Regions from separate parts of the Mus musculus genome. Here regions 2 and 3 are each linked to region 1. The links are chromatin contacts, called in public Hi-C and promoter capture Hi-C maps. All regions are on one chromosome and are shown on one strand. The core of a region is the stretch at or near the end of the contact, and the rest is flanking DNA. Distances in the headings are between cores, read along the strand shown.

Region 1 (4,466 bases), core at 507-3,006:
TCCTAAACATTGTGTCAAGACCGACCATGCCAGGGCCTGCCCCAGAACCCACATTTAGCATGGTAGAATGATGTCTCTGGCATGGGTACTTTGCCAAACCCATCCGATGGCCTTCTAGTTGAGTAGCTACTGCAGGCACACCTCCACACAGCAGAGTGCCTTGAATGGGTGAGTTAGGAGACCCCAAGCCACTGGGACAGCAGGGAAGGGTAAAGGACCTGGTGAGAATGCTGTGTGGCATGGGGCCAGACCAGGGATTCGGGATTTCTCTGGAAGAGCCTGAGCCAAACTGCAGACATTTTTAAGGAAAAGTGACCTTCTTGGATAGGTGATTGTGACAGGGCTGAGTGTGGTCAGAGGAAGGAGACACAGGCTAGACCCATCCAGGCTGGAGGCTAGGAACTGAAGCTGAGGACAAAACTGTAGGAGAGACATTCTGTGTGGGAGCCTGCGGCCAGGGGGAAGTGAGAGATACAGAGGAGGAGAAGGTTGCTGGAGAGTGGGTGGGAGCAAGCACCGGGAGCAAGGAGGGACCCACATGGCATTGCCAAGACACTGCAGAGCCTGCAGTCTTGAAGACAGAAGCCCGCTGACATCCCTCCACCCTCCCCTGCCAGCTAATCGACCAGCTGTTGTTGTTTCCGCGGCCTCATTCCTCCCCCTAGAGGCTCCTGGAAGTACAGCCATTTCCTCCTAAAGCGAATGGGGCGTAGTTTCCCAAAAGTCTCATCCCTTCAGTCTCCACTTCCAAGGTCAAATCCCTGGACACATCCGCAGTCAGGCACGTGATTCCCCTAGAAACCAGGGAGGGAAAAAAAAAACTAGTCACTGAAGGTAGAGACCGTGCCCAGTTTCGGCATGAGGGGACAAGAAGAGGATTTGCTCAACTGTCTACCCAACATAGCACTACCCTCTAGGGTACTTATCTAAAGTGTGGCCCACTGGAGGCCTTGGCACACCCCCACAAGCTATGTAACTTTGAGTCAGTTTTACCTTTTTAAGACTTAAATTCCACCCAGGTGTGGTAGTGTATCCCTTTAATCCCAGCATTCCTGAGGCAAAGGGAAGTGGATCGCTGAGTTCAAGGCCAGTCTGGTCTACAGAGCTAGTTTCAGGACAGCCAGGACTACACAGAGGAACCCTGTCTCAAAAAACAAAAACAGCAGCACTGCCAACAACAAAACCTTACGTCCTGTAAGTCTCTATCCATCTCAGGTGCTGAACTGAAATTCTTAGCTTGGCCTCATTTCCTGACCAAATCTGTCTTGTATTACAACACTGACTGGTCATCTGAGTAGAGATGGATCTGAGAGTGATTTCAGTTCTAGAAAGCATGGTGTGTGTGTGCAGTGGTTGCTGTTATTTCAAATTCAGGAAGAGTGGTTTGGCTTCTTGGAAGCTCTCTCCACTTCCCCAGACTGAGGTCTATGGGCCATCCTGGGCTTCTACCCTTTTTACCAGCCAATACTTCAGAGGCTGCAGGACCCTGGTCCTTCCTCTACCCTGTCCTGCCCACCCATCTCATGGTTGACTGCTTTGACTAGAAGGCTCACTCCAGAGAAGTGGGGTCCAGGAGTGACCTTTGGCTGAGGCCCTGTTGACCAACAAAAGGGTACCAGCAGGGTCAGAGGCTGGCCCAATACCATCTGCATTAAGATCATGACTCTAGGCAAACTGTTTACCAATGCAGTGAGGGGCCTATTTATAGCCTCAGCTGTTTCTCCAGCTTACCAAGAAGGGGGCAGGGTGGCTCCCCAGAGCAAGGTGCTAGCTGGGACAAGGAACGATTCTCTGCCTAGGTGGCACTGCCCAGACCACTGGACCCCTCATGGCAGGGGAGAGCTTTCCTTTCACATCCTCCACACTGCGTGCTCTCCGCCTGCAGAGAGAGTGGCTGGACTGGGAGGACAGGAGGAGAGCTGCTGCCCAGCAGTGCCGCAGGCACAGGGACCTCCCTTGTCCCCAGGCCCAGCTCCTTAGGCCTCGCCGCTCCTGCCGAGACCCAGCTGTCCACAATGCCCTGTTCTCTGGGGACCTACAGCAGCTCCAAATCCTGTTCCAAGATGAAGACGCTGCCAATATGATTGTGGAGACTGTGAGCAACCAGCTGGCCTGGTCAGCGGAACAGGGTAGGGAACACCACCTAGGAGGACAGAAGAGGGACAGGAGTGGGGGTTGGGAAGGGAAGAAGAATCCATACGCCACTTCTCCGTAAAGAGCCTAGAACGGACCCATAGTCACCCATATTAACTCTTTCCTAAACAGTTGAGGCCAACCACGGTTTTCCTCAAACTCATAGAGATCCACCCGCCTCTGCCTCCTTCATGTTGGGATTAAGGGTGTGAGCCACTATGCCCACCCTCCAAATTTTTTTGGTTTTTTTTTTTTTTTTTCACTATAGCCCTGGCTGTCCTGGAACTCACTTTGTAGACCAGGCTGGCTTCCAACTCAGAGATCTGCCTGCCTCTGCTTCCTAATCTGCTGGGATCAAAGGTGCATCTTACCACCACCTAGCTAAAGTTATATTCTCTCTCTCTCTCTCTCTTTTTAAAGATTTATTTATTTATTATATGTAAGTACACTGTAGCTGACTTCAGTTGCACCAGAAGAGGGCATCAGATCTCATTACCAATGGTTGTGAGCCACCATGTGGTTGCTGGGATTTGAACTCAGTACCTTCAGAAGTAGTCAGTGCTCTTAACCGGCTGAGCTATCTCGCCAGCCTTAAAGTTATATTCTCATATAACACATATACAGATTGTAAATTTTGGCTTTGGTTAATTATATGCACTATATTACTATAGCGTTATATATATGAAAATATACACACATACATATATATCCATGTTTCTCTTACAGTTTCCTGCTATAGTAGACAGTTTTTATGAAACTCATATGCAATTTTTCCTTACCATTACTGACTTTGGGGGTTAGGGAGTGGTGTTGTAGGGAGAAAAGCCAAGCCCCTCCTGCTGAGCCACCCCACCAGCCCCATCTTATTTGGGGGCTAGAGGATTGAACTCTAATTTGAATGCTAATAACCATTGTCTTCGCCACTGTGCTCCGGCCACAGATGGCAAGCTTTTTAAATTTTGAGACAGGGTCTTGTTATTTACCCAGGCTGGCGTTCAATTCATTCCATAGCCCAGGGAGATCTTGTACCTGTGAGCCTTCTGCCTCAGCTTTCCGAGTGACTGGGGTCATGTGCTTGTCCCTTCAGGTCCTGTTCAGTTCATTATTGACAGGTTTGTTTTTGAAACAGGAACACACACTCTTTCTCTCTCTCTCTCTCTTGCTCTCGCTCTCTCGCTCTCTGGGCCAGGCTGGCCTTGAACTTGTGATCTTTCTACCTCCTGCTCCTAAGTGATAGATCGCAACCACACACTTCCACACCTGGCCACATGCAGCATTAGAAGCTGACATTGTTTCATGGGCCATCTTTCCATGTCAGCGACCTTAGGTCTATAGAATACTTGAAAACTGTACAGAGAGACATCTGGACTTATAGAACTACTCTCCAGAGAGAATGGTAGATTTATAATTTTTTTTCTCTTTTTAAAAAAAAAATTAGCTGGGCGTGGTGGCACATGCCTTTGATCCCAGCACTCGGGAGGCAGAGGCAGGCGGATTTCTGAGTTCAAGGCCAGCCTGGTCTACAGTGTGAATTCCAGGACAGTCAGGGCTACACAGAGAAACCCTGTCTCAAAAAACAAAAACAAAAAAACAAAAACAACAACAACAAAAAAAAAATATTGCCAGGCGGTGGTCCCAGCACTTGGGAGGCAGAAGCAGGTGGATTTCCGAGTTCGAGGCCAGCCTGGTCTACAAAGTGAGTTCCAGGACAGCCAGGGCTATACAGAGAAACCCTGTCTTGAAAAAAATATATATTGTTGAGTCTCTGGCCTTTCTTTTAACAAGCAAATGGTATCTTACATTTCAGCTGTAAAATTCTTCAGTGTTAGCTAGGTAGAGAACCCGGCTAGGGCGTCAAAACCACTTACCAGAGCAGAGCATAAACTATCCCCTAGAGTGAGATGTGGGAACATTCTGGTTGTGACCTCTGTCACCCCACTGATTGCCAGGCTGACTTAAGTTCAGCTGGCTGGTTAGGCTGCTGGCCTCGTCCTCCTGTACCACTCCAGTGTCCCTCACAAAGCTTCATGCTCATTCAAAGAGGACCCTCTTCCCCAACAGATACCTAGCCCTCCTTTTCAATGTATTTGTTTATTTTAGGAGAGAGCATCTCATTACGTGGTCCTGGCTGTCCTGGAACCTGATGTGCAGAACAGGTTGCCTTTGAACTCAGCCATCTGCTTGTCTCTGCTTCCTTCCTGAGTGCTGGGATCATGGATGTGTGCCGCCCACCACCCCATCCCATCTCCCTTTTTTCTTGTTACTTTCTTACTTTATGTATATGGGTGTTTTGTCTGCATGTAGGTGTGTGCACTCCTTGTGTGCCTGATACC
Region 2 (4,466 bases), core at 824-3,323, 390 kb after region 1:
ATTACAACTAGATGCCCTAACTTCATTCCAGCTTTTTTTTTTAAAGATCTATTTTCATTTTATGTATTTATTTTATGTGTACGGGTGCTTTGCCTGCATATGTGTCTGCGCACCACATGCGTGCCTGGTGCCTGGAGTGGATCAGATGAGGGCTTCAGATCCCCTGGGACTGGAGTTAGAGAGGTGCGTGTCTACACGGGTGCTGGGAGCTGAGTGCGGGTCTTCTGGAAGAGCTCCTCGCCCTCAGAACTGCTGCACCATCTCGCCAGTCCCAGGATTTATTTTTACTAATATGTTTAGGTGTGATGTGTACATATGGATACTTGCACATGAGCACAGGTGCCTGCAGATGCCAGAGGTCATGGATTCCCCCTGAGCTGGAGTTAGAGGAATCGGTAAGCGGCCAGATGTGGGTGTTTGGAACTGAACACAGGTTCCCTGGAAGAGCACTGAGTGCTTTTCACTGCTGAGCTGTCTCTCCAGCCCCTGGCCTCCCTCTTTTTTAACAGATAACTAAAAATTTAAGGACCAAGTGGCTTGTTCAGTCCCAGAGATCACGATAACCTCTAGGAGGCATTGGTGTATCATGAATTCATACCTTCTGATACCAGTCATCCACAGAGCAAGGCCTGCTCATCCCAGAGGTGGCCTGTCTCTCTGCAGCTGCGAGAGAGAGGAGTCTGGGCTGGGCACGCCTGAGTGCTTCAACTTTCCCCAGATATTCCAACTCTGCTTCCATATTTAAACATCCATCTGGTCTTTGTCCCATGTATTTTCCTTTCCACTTTAAAATGTGAGTGTCCTTCTGAGGAAAAGCCAATCCATGTGTTTTTGATTCATTTAAATTTAATTTCTCAAAATTAAAAAAAAAAAGGGCAGACATCACTGAGTTTCACACATATTCAAATGACAGGAAATAGAGAGAGGCCACGTGTGGGTAACTGGGTGTGAGAGACCTCAGGTACTCCTGGGGCTCTCCTGCTCAGGAAATGATGTCGCTCAACCTTACAGTGGATGCTGAGCCTGGCTTTATTTCCTTATTCCAGTGCCAGCTCCAGCAAGGGGGCAGTTATAACACCTGGGCCAGCCAGCATTAAGAATATAATAAAACAACGAGTGAATCTGAACTTTGAAAACTTGGCTGGGGTGTGCAGTCAGGTCACGTGTAAGAGAAGAAGCAATTATTGTTTGGTGCTTCCTGTCTGTTGGGGTTTAAATTTACATAAACAACAAGAACAAAAAGGGTCTCACTATGTAGACCAGGCTGGCTTTGAACTCGCAGAGGTCTGCCTACCTCTGCATCCCAAGTGATAGGATTAAAGGCATGTGCTACCACATCTGCCCTTGCCTGTTATGCTTTGAATCTGAACTATCCCACAATGGCTCATGTTTGGAAGGTCTTCCCTCCACCCCCACCCCCCACCCCCCAAGCTGGCAGCATTATTTTTGGGAGGTGCTAGTTTACTCAGGATTCCACTAGGCTCTTCCCAGGGACCTAGTAATGACTTAAGTCACAATCACCTGCTGCCATCACCTGCCTCCATCACCTGTCATCTCTGCCAGGTGTGCCAGATGTGTATAAAAGGACTGCTGGCTACTCCAGGGCTCTCTCGTGCTCATTCTCTCTCTTCCTCTCTCCCTCCCTCACTCTCCCTCCCTCCCTGTCCTCTGTACTGCCCCCTTCTCTGCCCTCCTGCCTCTGCTCCAGCCTGTCTGCCTATGTCCACTGGTCTGCCCCTACCCCTTCCCAGGTTCTTCCCCCAGTAAACCCCCTTATACCAGATCTGCTGTGTGGTGTAGTTACTCGGGGACACAGCTTGGTATGGTCCTGCCAGGTACCCCAGCACAGGACTATACTTCATGACAGGAGGTTGTGCAACCTTTAGAAGGTGAGGCCTAGCTAGCGGAAGTAGGTAAATCAGGCCCGGCTTTTGACTATAGCCTAGTCCTGGTTTATTAAAGTTGGTCTCTCAGTGTCCTGTTTCACCGAGATGGGAATAGCCTGCGCCACTTACTTCCTCTGTTGTGATGGGAATAGTACTCCCTCTGCTGTGAAGTGAGCCACTCCTCCATGCCTCTACCAACAGGATGGCCAGGACAGGCTCTCCCACACAGAACCAGAATAACGCTTCGGTCCACTCCATGGCTTCTGTCAGCTATTTTATCCTAGCAACATGACAGTGACTAATACCCTGAGCATGTACTTATATAAGCCAGCAGGAACTCTGTATAAACATACTTGCTTATAACGATGAAATAAAAACCCATGCTGGGATAACTCGGGAGTGGTGGTGGTGGGGAGAGTAATGGTGACAGGACAGGTTTGTGGAATGTGCTGTAGTCAGGCAACTCTGGAGTAAACGTTTCGATTCATCACTTAGACGCAGGAACTTTAGGCGAGTGACTTTATCTCTATGAACCTCATCAACAAACCACTCCAAAGACCACTGTAAGAATTAAATGATATGTGGAGGTGCAATAGGGGGTTGGGGGGGGGCTGGAGAGAGCTGATATAGGCCTTTAATCCCAGCACTCAGGAGGCAGAGGCAGGTAGATCTCTGAGTCTGAGTGCAGCCTGGTCTACAGAGCCCAGAGCTACACACAGGAACCCTGTCTTGAAAATAAAGACGTCTTACAGGGAGGGGAGGGGCAGAATCAGCTCAGCAGGTGAGATTCCTTGCTCCCAAGCCTGATGGCTTAAGTTGGATCACAGAACCCACAGGGTGGAAGGAAAGAACCGACTGCCTTGAGTTCCACACGTCTACTGTGGCACGGGCAGAACTATCTGCACCCCCTATACAAATAAACTGCAATTAGTCTTTAACATTACAGTTAGCCTTTGAGCACCATCTTATGGAGAAGTTGAATATTACCATATTAAGCCATTCCATATTAAAACATGGCTATTACCATAATCAGATATGCCTTATTAAAATATGACTATTACCATATATGTTGGGTTAACCTTTTTTTTTTTTTTTACATTGTATGAAGGTGTGTCTCTGCATTTTCAGTTGTTAATTCTAAATGCTGGCAGGATATTGGTATTGTGATTTCTATGGGCCATTGCTGGCCTTATATTTGTAAAGACTTGTCCCTCCACATGGTCTCGGGTACTTGAAGTTCAGACAGCCCTCTATGCCTAGAGGCAATTTAAAATTGTGTGAGAGATTGTCTCGCTACTGACGGCTTGTCATAAACAGCTGACGGCCAATAACTGGAGCAGGAAATGGAGGGCAGAGCTTCCTGGCAGGGAGAATGACTCAGGAAGAAAGAAGCGGGAGATTCAGAGAGATTCAGAGAATGGACACCGAAGGAACAGACATGGACCATGGTGGAGTAAAAAAGTATGGATCTAGCCATGTGGCAAGATGGTTGGGTTAAGTTAGGTGAGCTAGATGGGAGAATGCTGTGGCAAAATGCCTAAGCTTTAAACAATATTAAAAGACTCTTCGTCATTATTTATACCACTGGCAGGTCCAAGGAAGTCCTGCTATAGAAGCTGACTATTATCATATTAAATTATGCCATATTAAAATATGACTTACTGCATTCAATTATTCTATCTGTCCTGTAGAGCAGATTAGGTTGAGCTGCACTTTCCGTCACATTTGTGCTGGGTGTGTTTCACATATATAAAAATACTTACATGAGGAAGATCAAAGGCTATTCCCCTCCTCCTCTTCCTCTTCTTCTTCTCCTCCTTGCCCCCCTCTTTTCGAGACAGATGTCTCACTCCTATGTAACCAGGCTGGCCTGGACCTCACAGAGATCTGTTGTACCTGTACGTATCACTCCCTGTAAGTTCTGGTATTTTTAAATATACCTCCATGACAAGGCACCTGCTTTATTCTATTTACATTTTTTTTTGTTTTCAATTATTACAAGTTAAAAAACATTCTTAGCTTATGGACTATATAGAAATAAATGTCAGGCAAGGCTTGATCCTGAAAGTTGCCCTCTGACCTCCATGCTTGTACCTGTGTATACTAATACAAACACACACACACACACACACACACACACACACACACACACATGCACACACACTCACACACGCACGCACACACATGCACGTCACGCACACTCACATGCACACACGCACACTCATACACTGCTACTATTACTACTACTGATGATGGTGAACTTGAAAGCATGAAGGGGCCAAATATTTGACCTTTAATTCCAACCTTTGGGAGGTGCTCCAGGCCAGCCAGGTCTACAGAGTGAGTCAGTACCTAGTGCAAGGTCTCTAGGGCTAAAAGTGTAACTCAGTGGTAGAGTACTTACCTATCATTTTATTCATGTTGACTAGAGTTCTAGTCCCAACAGAAAAGAAAAACAATAGCAGAAAAAAATTCTGGAAACTTTGTATTATTTATAAAATTTTTTGAGAGTACATATGTGTGTACTTGTGTAGGTTTGTGTGAGGGAATATTTACTGTCTTCTTTAATCTCACGTAGTT
Region 3 (4,466 bases), core at 749-3,248, 360 kb after region 1:
CCAACCTTTTTCTGTGCCGGAATTGTGGAATACAAGACTTTCTAGACAGTCTGGGCAGAGATCTCACCCCTTTTTCTGAATTCCCTCCCAGGTCCCTCTGGGGACCCTCTACATAGTCCCTGTAGACTGTTCTTGTTGGAGGCTCCTTCACAGTCCTATTTCTTGTAGATCTGAGATGACGGATCTTATGTCCCCAACTCGACTCTTGTCACAATGGAGTCAAAGGAGGGACTCAGGAGAGACTCTTGGCAACTTTCTCATATTCAAGATAATGAGACTGAGACCAAGGTCAGGGAGAGGATGTGTCTTGTCTGAGCTGAAGTCAGGTCCATTTCTGACCTTCAGGGCAGGGGCACCCTCTTCATCCCATAACCTCCTGCCAGTGTCCCTTCCCCTTCCCCATCCCAATCCTTCTCTTCCCACTCTTCCTTCCCTAGCTTCCCTTTAGCATAGAGTGGCAAGGACTTGGGGTAATAATGGGTGTGGTTGTTTGAATGAAAATGGCCTCCACAGATTCACAGGAAGCACAGTATTGGGGGATGTGGCCTTGTTGGAGGAAGTGTGTCATAGGGAGTGAGCTTCGAAGGTTCAGAAGCTCAAGCCAGGCTCACTATCATTCTGTCTTCCTGCTGCCTGCCCACCCAGATGTAGAGCTTTCAGCTCCTTCTCTAGCACCCTGTCTGCCTGTTGCCATTGCCATGCTCCACCATGACAATAATGAACTAAATAAACCTCTGAACCTGTATGCTAGCCCCAATGTAATGTTTTCCTTTGGAAGAGTTGCTGTAGTCAGCCGGGCGTGGTGGCACACGCCATTAATCCCAGCACTTGGGAGGCAGAGGCAGGCAGATTTCTGAGTTCAAGGCCAGCCTGGTCTACAAAGTGAGTTCCAGGACAGCCAGGGCTACACAGAGAAACCCTGTCTCGAAAAAACAAAACAAAACAAAACAAAAAAAGTTGCTGTAGTCATGGTGTCTCTTCATAGCAATAAAACCCTAACTAGGACAGTAGGCAACAGGGAGCCTTCCCTGGTGAGTGTGTACTTGACTCATTTATGGAATGTGTGAGGAACAGGAACATAGACACACTTCTGAGCAGTCTCTCTCTCTCTCTCTCTCTCTCTCTCTCTCTCTCTCTCTCACACACACACACACTCATACCTATACTTTCATTAGTCCCTATGTGGTCCCCCAGTTCCCTAGATGGACCCTCACCATTGTCTACAGCTAGCATAACTTTGGGCGACAGGTACAGGGCGCACGCACAACTTCTTCTGGCCCTGGATCGAGAGGTGGAAAGAAGACAGGTCTATATTATCAATACAGTATACCTGTGTCCCCTTGGGACTCCTGTCCCTGGGTCCCCAAATGCACCTCACTGCTCCCCCTGCATCTTCACACCCCCTTTTTTGGGGTGAGGGAGGGAGTGTCAAACTCAGGCCCTCTGCTCAGTTAGGCAAGCACTTTACTCAACTGCATCCTGGGCCTCTTTCACCTTCTTGATAAGAACCTGTTTGTACAAGTTCCTGCCTGGCCACAGGGTCTGAGAAGACACAGCCGGATCTCTTTATTAAACATAAGGGCAGATGCTTATCTTTCCTCTCAGAACAGGCTGCTACCTCCTTCTGGGCCATGCCAGCCAAGGGCACTGCCTGGTGAGACAAATTAGGTAACACTGTGCAGACCCCTGATACCTACTGCTGAGAGAGCGTTCAGCACTGGAGGAGGGGAGAGGTGCGGGGGGGAGGGGCCGTGATCCGTGAGGATCAGAGGAGTCTCTTAAAGTTCCTTCTCTCTTCCCTTCTCCTTGCTCCCACCCCCAGCCAGCAGCCCCAGCCCCAGCCATCTCAGTGCCCCCTACCTCTGGAAAAGCTGAATTGGGATTCGATCCCCAGCCAGTTGCTGAGTTCCGGAGCAGCTGTCCCAGGCTTGGGGGGAGGGGGTCAGGAATGCTGGGGCTGAGGCCTGGGCCGCCCCAGACAGAGCCGGCTCTGAATTCTGGGAATGTTTGTGCAGCTGGAGCCCATTAGGGGAGGGAGCTGGGCGCTTATTAATCCCAGCCTTGTTCCCCGGGTGGGGCCAGGGCCCCCGCACACGAGTGAAGGGGGAGGGGGCTTTGTTGGGAGAGGTGGGCCCCAGCCCTCAGGCCCCGCGTGGTTGTGTCTCAGATAGGAGACTGGACATCTACACCTCCCATCTCAGAGTACTGATGTCTATAATCATAGAGCCAGGTGTGGGCAAATGTCAGAGGCCTCTGGGGGTAGGGGGGACGGGACGTGACCAGGTCTGACAGAAGAGCTTTTACTGGGAGAGGCAGGGGACATTACTGGTCCTGAGAGGGACTTTGTATATTCCTGGAGCACCCTCTCTTGCCTTTCAAGAGCTCTTTCTGGCTGGCATCCTGGGTAGTGGAGAAAGGGGGTATGGGGTTCATATCTCCACTGTTTGAAATGTGTTCACAAAGCAGCTCAGGAAAGAGACTGGAGGCAGGGTGTCTGCATACAGTCAAGAGGGTGACATCTCGCAAGAGCTCCAGGAACTGCTATCTACCGGGGCTCCAGCTGGAGGAGTACATTCGAGGATTGTGCAGTGTATGATCTGCTTGGCCATACATAGCACTCTTGGGTGTAGGCTGGGATAACAGGGGCCTGGGTTTGATTCTAAATTGGTAAGCTGTAAGTCAAAAAAATCCAGGCAAGGGTTCCATCTCTACTGGTTAGCTGTGAGACCACGTGTCTCTGATTCTCCCTTCCCCATATGCTAATTGGAATAGTCTGTCCTATGCATCTCGCTGTTTGGCTGGATTGCCAGGGCATGCTAGATAAGTCCTCCACCCCTGGCTTTATCCCCAGCCACGCTAAGCTTCTCGTTCATGCTTGTCGCCCGTTTATGCATCCATGCATGGAGCCATCTGTCAAGCTTAAATGACTGCACGCCAGTCTCTGGTCGCTGAGGACGCTGGGCATTAGGCAGCTCGTACGTGTTGGGTGTGGGCTGGGTCAGTTGCACACACAAATGAAGTATCAATGGGAAATGTGCTTGAGCCTGGTGCTAGGGAGTGTGCAGGGGGAGGCGTGCGTACATCAGCAGTCTCGGGACGATGCTTGGGAAGGCAGCAATGCAGGTCTTATGGGGCAGAGCTGAGGTCCCATTGTAGTTATGGCACCCAGTCAGCTCTGTCACATCTCCAGTGAGGGAGAACTGCAGGTGGTTTGTTAGTTCAGTTCAATTGCACTCCATGTATATGAGTCTTTGCAGGTTAGAAACTCATGCAAGTGTGTGTGTGTGTGTTTGTGTGTGTGTGTGTGTGTATGCACACCCATGTGTCTGCATGTTCTCTGTCTCCACTGGGAAGCCAGGAATGGGTAGAGGGCTGGCTGGGTCAGAGGCTATGATGTCTTTCTCTTCACATTAAGTATGTCTAGAAGAGATGGCATTTCTCTTCCAATGAAAAGCTTCTGTCTCCTATACAGATTAGATGATGTCCAAGGCAGGTCTTGGGCTTCCAGAATTATGTAGGCCTACTTTAAATCCCAGTTTTCTTTCTTTCTTTCTTTCTTTCTTTCTTTCTTTCTTTCTTTCTTTCTTTCTTTCTTTCCTTCTTTCTTTCTCTCTTTCTCTCTCTCTCTCTTCCTTCCTTCCTTCCTTCTTCCCTTCCATCCTCCTCCTCTCCCTCCTCCTCCTTCTTCTTTGAATTTTCATGATAGGGGTTCTCTGTGTCGCATCCATGGCTGTCCTGTAACTCTCTCTGTAGACCATGCTGACCTCGAACTCACTGAGATCTGCTTGCCTCCCAAGTGCTGGGATTAAAGGCATGCATTGCCACACCCGGAAACCCAGCTTTCTTTATTTTATTTTATTTATTTATTTATTTATTTTGGTTTTTTCGAGACAGGGTTTCTCTGTATAGCCCTGGCTGTCCTGGAACTCACTTTGTAGACCAGGCTGGCCTCGAACTCAGAAATGGCCTTCCTCTGCCTCCCAAGTGCTGGGATTAAAGGCGTGCGCCACCATGCCTGGCTCCCAGCTTTCTTTAACAAGCAGTTCTTATATTAATCCATTGCCCTTGTGATCTGGGATGCAAGTGTGGAAGACTCTTAGACAAGAAGTACTCAGCTGAGAGGCTGTGGGGAAGAGGACAGGTGGCATTTGGAGGCATAACTGGGGAAACCTCGGACAGAAGTCCCCATTCCTCATTCATCCCCAGGATTCCAATTCTTTCTGTCCCAGTGACAGCCAACCTTGGTGTTCCTGTCCCACTTCATGGAAAATTCTCTGATATTTTGAAGGGACCCTTTGGACACTGGAGACGTTTTGCACTACAAAGTCCCAAAGCAGGAAGGGGAGACAAGCCTCTGCAGCTGTGGCCGTGGTCAAAGTTTTAGGGCTCAGTGAGGAAGAGAGCTCTCTCCATGGCTGCCCAGGGCCCCTCACTAGCCTTCTCTCTCACGTGCTTCAGCCCCCCTC

Evidence for each region. Promoter capture Hi-C pulls out the DNA fragments that hold promoters and counts their contacts. Hi-C and Micro-C count contacts between places; a contact is called where the count stands out from the background.
Region 2: a Hi-C map of cortical neurons shows a contact between it and region 1, with 2.0 times the contacts expected there. The contact joins the enhancer-like site here to the promoter of Asb16 in region 1. A contact is called at or near these places in 2 of 39 promoter capture datasets (the C10 cell line and cranial neural crest), 3 of 484 Hi-C or Micro-C datasets (cerebellar granule neurons, cortical neurons and embryonic stem cells) and 1 of 115 datasets of contacts at active chromatin or transcription factors (bone marrow-derived macrophages).
Region 3: a promoter capture Hi-C map of stem cell-derived epiblast-like cells shows a contact between it and region 1, with 3 times the contacts expected there. The contact joins the promoter of 2810433D01Rik here to the promoter of Asb16 in region 1. A contact is called at or near these places in 2 of 39 promoter capture datasets (embryonic stem cells and stem cell-derived epiblast-like cells) and 1 of 115 datasets of contacts at active chromatin or transcription factors (pancreatic cancer cells).

What each region holds. Positions count from the first base shown.
Region 1 is chr11:102,266,995-102,271,460 of GRCm38.p6, forward strand. Asb16 (ankyrin repeat and SOCS box-containing 16) reads left to right here and starts at 1,757. Exons shown (of 5, transcript NM_148953.3): 1 at 1,757-2,129. The coding sequence starts at 1,829.
Region 2 is chr11:102,653,913-102,658,378 of GRCm38.p6, forward strand. No RefSeq gene overlaps it. Among named protein-coding and RNA genes, the nearest start is that of Meioc, 9.4 kb to the right of the region's middle. Within about 2 kb of position 2,074, at least 54 of the 459 cell types and tissues checked have an H3K27ac peak or open chromatin away from gene starts, as enhancers often do. A contact at or near this core is called in bone marrow-derived macrophages and cortical neurons, where this site is marked.
Region 3 is chr11:102,622,418-102,626,883 of GRCm38.p6, forward strand. 2810433D01Rik (RIKEN cDNA 2810433D01 gene) reads right to left here and starts at 1,999. Exons shown (of 4, transcript NR_033474.1): 1 at 1,861-1,999.